Linked DNA regions of Danio rerio: region 2 is linked to region 1. A link is a contact called in public HiCAR-type data. All regions are on one chromosome and are shown on one strand. Each heading gives the region's core, a stretch centred on a gene start, on an enhancer-like site or on the middle of the called end of the contact. The rest is flanking DNA. Distances are from core to core; before and after follow the strand shown. Region 1 holds the start of slc25a48 (solute carrier family 25 member 48). Region 2 holds the start of g3bp1 (GTPase activating protein (SH3 domain) binding protein 1).

The links. HiCAR-type assays count read pairs that join an accessible place to other places.
Region 2: a HiCAR-type map of caudal fin shows a contact between it and region 1, with 4 times the contacts expected there. The contact joins the promoter of g3bp1 here to the promoter of slc25a48 in region 1. A contact is called at or near these places in 1 of 18 Hi-C or Micro-C datasets (hematopoietic stem cells) and 2 of 4 datasets of contacts at active chromatin or transcription factors (caudal fin and embryo).

What each region holds. Positions count from the first base shown.
Region 1 is chr14:29,871,530-29,874,234 of GRCz12tu, forward strand. It overlaps slc25a48 (solute carrier family 25 member 48), which reads right to left and starts at 1,278. Exons shown (of 7, transcript NM_001002367.1): 1 at 1,124-1,278; 2 at 328-371; 3 at 20-91. The coding sequence starts at 1,169.
Region 2 is chr14:30,208,328-30,211,027 of GRCz12tu, forward strand. It overlaps g3bp1 (GTPase activating protein (SH3 domain) binding protein 1), which reads right to left and starts at 1,260. Exons shown (of 12, transcript NM_199956.1): 1 at 1,146-1,260; 2 at 1-29. The coding sequence starts at 7. It overlaps LOC141377524 (a long non-coding RNA gene), which reads left to right and starts at 1,468. Exons shown (of 2, transcript XR_012389767.1): 1 at 1,468-1,598.

The sequences.
Region 1 (2,705 bases), core at 28-2,527:
AAAGGTTATAAAACCTTACATTTTCCTTTTTGTAGATTGTGACAACACAGTGGAAAGTATTCTTGTATCCTTTGCCAGCTTGTAAGCGAGTCTGTAAAAGAGCAGAATTTATTTTTTCCCCATTAATTTTTCCCCTTTTATTTATAATAAATTCATCCTAAACAATACATGTTTAAATATAAATATATTTTTTTAAATTATAAACATGTAATACATGTATATCTAATATTATATATATATATATATATATATATATATATATATATATATATATATATATATATATATATATATATATATATATATATAAAGAAGGATTTTTCTTACCTTGACTGTGTCAAGTGGATGACCTACGATCACACTGGATGCTCCTGAAAAAAAAACATTTTTGCAGCTGAAGACGATGATAGATTCTGCATCACATAGTTTAGTAGGAGGCTCTTCTAGCAGAACACTGTGTCCATTTTCATGAATAAGTTGCATTGTTATGAACATTTCATGGTGGGTGAACATGCACATTAGAGCTTTTCAAAAAAAAAAAACATTTCTCTTTTCATTGGAGACTAAAATCCGTTTTACACCAAAACAAGTCTTCATTATAAACCCGTGAAACCAGCGTTGTTGCGTTGTTTGCACAAAGGCGAACAATAGTTGAAACACTTTGTAAAGTTATCTTAACTGATTTTAACGACGACGTGACAACAAATTCATTTAAAAAAAACAATTTTGTACGTTTTCTTGAAACTTTAAGAAAATAGTTCTTCCAACAGCACATCACACACACAAAAAACCTTGATCAACATAAACAAGACAAAAGACGCCCCTCCCGCGGCTTGTTGCCATCTCTCCATAAAACGTTTTCCAAATCATTTTTTATTCTTTAAAGTCTCTCATTTCGCTGTAGTTTGCAGAACTAGCATATGCAATAGGTAGAGTTATATCGCTTTAAAGCAGTTGTTTGGTTTACAACCAAAAACAGACAAACAAACAAACAAGATAAAGTGCTTCATGAAGATGCATAAAATATGGGCTATTTGATAAACTTTACGAAAATGTACGTTTTTTTAGTTCGTATTGTCAAACACGACACGTTTTACAAAACAGGAATCAAAATAAAGCTCACCTCCAATCCACCCTGCTAAAAAATCATCCAACTGAAAGACTGTCATTGTACAACTGAGTGAATTTACACGGGAGATTTCCACATAGGCGTCGGCATTGATGCATTGATTTAAAAGTTCAAGCCAAACATCCTTAAGCTTTATTTAAGAGTTCGTCAGATCTATAAAAGCTGAGGTAAAACTTCAGCTCCATCCCAGCATTTTAAATCGGCGAGGGGGGAGTATAAGGGGGCGTTGCAGAGATACGAAAATAGATTTGTCCACCAGCAAACAGTCATTATGACTTGATTAAAACAATATGCTCAGACATATTTTCCGTTATTGTGGAGTATACGGGTAAATTACGCCATTCTCTATCATGTGACTTGAAACGTGGCTGCTGAGTTCTTCTATATGTTGAGGAATGCGTGGCATTTGGCGTCTTAAACAGATCGACTGAACATAAAAAAGGAATTAGTTTTTTCACAAGGATTTATTGAAAATTATGTTTCTGTTATTCTTAAATGCTGCTTTTGATAAATATTTACAGTCCAATGGCACATCCTTGACATGAAACGTTATCTATAGGTTTAGATGTAAACAAACGTTCTGTAAATATCATGCTTAAGTTCATGGAAAGTTACTTCCAGTGTGTTGTGATGTTTTAAACTTAAGGACACAGATAGAGTTATAAGAAGTGCTGTAAAAAACGAATGTAAACTCAAATCATATGTCTTAAATTATGTCTAATGCACAACATGCTGCTTAGTCAATTCTGATTTTGACTGAATTCAGGCGATTTAGAAACTTTCTGAAATTATTGTGACTGATTATACAGCTAATTCTATTTTATAGCCTAATGTTCAACTTCAAAACTGCCCGAAACGCTCAGTTGTTTAACTTTTTGAAAAATATCATTGATTTACATGTTTATTTTGGCACAAGCTTTGTGTTCCGGACACAATATGAACCCTATGACATATAATCTGTAATCTACACACAAAAATTGACATCCAAATTGGGCTTCTTCAAGTCAAAATAATAAATGAACAGATAGAAATAGCAATTTAAGGTAACTTAAACAAATTTACAACATATGCATGTGGAGTATTAGGAAAAACATAGTATTTATCCATGCTAAATAATTAAATTTAAATGTAAATATATAAAACTAAGGTACAACTTTATGGTAGACAGCCATTTAAAAAAAAAAAAAACACAAATGTCATAAAACCATAAATCTTACCCCAATATAGTGTACACAACAAGGGTAATAATTTGCCTTAAGGTTGGGTGGAAAAATATTTAACTGACTTAATTGTAGGATATACAGATAGTGTAAAATTTAAAGAAGACACTAGCTTCACAGATTCAATCATCCATAAATATATAAAAACATAAAAAAAATAGTTTTCAAGTAAAATGACAATTAATTTGTTGCCTCATTCATACTACACACTATTTTGGTAGAGTCAAAATAGCAGAAAATCTGGTTTAATGTTTTGTTTGACTATTTGGCCCATTGTGACTTATCATTAACTCACTTGTAGTAATAAAGTCATAGTGTATGGCCCATTTATCCTTTATCACCTGACCTTAAATAGG
Region 2 (2,700 bases), core at 10-2,509, 340 kb after region 1:
TCACCATTTCTTTGGTCAACTGGTTTCAACTAAAACAAAAATGACTTATTATAAAAAAAGCACCTCCACTGTTTCTTCACCCTTATGTGGTTCCAAAGACACATGGTTGCTTCTTGAGGACCACAAAAGGAACTGCCCTGCGACATCTCCTTATGCGTCCTTCAGAGGAAAGCTAACGTTATCTGGATTTGAAAATCCTGATAGAGGCAACTCCCATTCCTGACGGAACTCATTTGAATATCAACCGCTATAAACGATATTTGATGAAGGAAATCGGGACAGGCCGCTTGTTGAAACCGAAACAAATCCCTTTGTTAAGCTCATGAAGACGTAACGTTAGACGCAATGAGGACGTTTAACAACAGCGTCTATACATTTCCGTCGCGCCCTAAAAGAACAGCAGTTCAATTAGATGTTTTAACTCCTAGTGAAGGGTGGGAAATTATTCCTATTGGAAAACTGTTTCAATCTGATGAATTCATTGTAAGGTTGAGCCAAGTAGGCCTGGACAACAGCGACGCGTTGCCATCTTGAGCCCCGTACCTAAGAGATAATCAATATTTCTTTCGTTTTCGAAAGGTTAACGAAAACTACTTGATCAAGGTCACAATTTAATCCACGTCCTAGAATTCTTCATTCGCCATTCATGAATCAGGCACGTGCCCAGTAACGTTACCGCGCTGACTTCAATTAATGTTACACGATCGTAATATATATCGAATGACAACACAATACGCAGAAATTTTGTTAAACTGATCTTAAACATCAGAAGAAGCGTAACACACCCTAACGACACCGTGAACGTGTGCTCCCTCTTTGTCGGAAATGTCGGCTGGTGGTCAAGCAAATGCAGCTAAAGCTAATCCTCACAGCGTCGACTAACAAAAAGACCCAGCCAGCGACCTAAGGCGGATTTGACCTTTTAATCGTCTGAAATAATCATAGCATTCATAATATGAAATATTTTTTATACAAAAACTACCGGAACTATACCTCTATATTAGATTAATCACATACTTTAAGCACATGGCTATTAGCTGCGCAGGAGCTAACAGAAAGCAGTACGCAACGCACAAGAACAAAAAAGATGTAGTGAAAAATAAACTGTAGAACATATTTAACTTAAAAAGCTAAAGTGAACTTACCGAAAGGGAATCAGTAATGTGTTTTTGGGAAGAGTTTGACGTGATTTAGGTGAAGCACCTCCTGCGCCGGTAGCTGTGAAGCTTTTAGCTGAGACACTGGCAGCAGCGCGTGTGGCGAATTGCCGGTTTCACAGCAGCGCCTACTAAACTCAACGGCCCACATGATCGCAGAACCCAGCAGCCAATCAGAACACCGCATTGGAACCCCCCATCCTATCATAATTCGTTCTGCCGTAAACCCCCTAAAATTACCCAACTGAAAACGTGGGTGAAAGAAATGATCATAGCAAGTTTGTCTGTCCCGCACGTACGTGAACTATGTGGTGAGCCATTGCGCAGCTGCCGATGCTGACCGTGTTGTTACTGTGCGCATTTTTGTTTGCGAAACTATGAGTTACTTGGTGATTTCCGTGCACATTAGAAACTGTACACTACAAACATTCAACTGCCAATGTAAGTCATTTGAGAAAGCGCCAAAGAGTAAAGAAAAGAAAGAGTAGATGATTAAGAAAATGTCAACAAGTCTTCATCTAAAGCAAGACAAGACATTTTGTACTGTGTTGTACTCATTTATGTAATTAGATAATTAATGACAGGGCTTTTGATTTAATTAAAATTATTATTGAAAGTTATTTCTACAGTTATATAGACATAATATAGCAATATTCATATATAGCAACATAACAATTTTTTCAGCCTCAGTAATGACCTAATGTTATTTACCGAAAGGTTTGAACAAGCAAGTAAAGAGTCATCGAGTAGTAAAAGATGGAAGAGACAGATTTTTTTATTTTTGGGTCAACTATCACATTAATGTCTTAAATATATATATATATATATATATTTATGTATATATATATATATATATATTTATGACATATATATATATATATATGTCAAGCCCATAGTCAGCATGATGAAATGGGGTGGTTCTTTTTCTCAAAAGTGGAGCTTTAACTTTCCTCATTCAAAATTTGGCCACTTGAATAATAAAAAATTAAAACAGAATAATAATAATATAGAGCTTCATAATTTTAGATTTTATTTGAAAATTCATGGATAACAAAAATAGCCAATTTAGCTTTCAAATTAATTTTAATATGGGCCTTTCGCGGTGCTTCAAGCCTTTTTATAGGTTTATTATATCAAAAATAAGGTTTAAGATTTAGAATAAAAGTTAATTGTAAATGTTTTCTCTATTTAACGACAATACAGTAGGTCAGTAGTGAATTTTCACAGTATGTCTGATAATATTTTTTCTTCTGGAGAAAGTCTTATTTGTTTTATTTCGGCTAGAATAAAAGCAGTTTTTAATTTTTTTAAAAAAGATTTTGAGGTCAAAATTATTAGCCCCTTTAAGCTAAACATTTTTCGACTGTCTACAGAACAAACCATCATTATACAATAACTTACCTAATTACCCTAACCTGCCTAGTTAACCTAAATAACCTAGTTAAGCCTTTAAATGTCACTTTAAGCTGTATAGAAGCGTCTTGAAAAGTATCTAGTCAAAAATTATGTACTGTTATCATGACAAAGATAAAATAAATCAGTT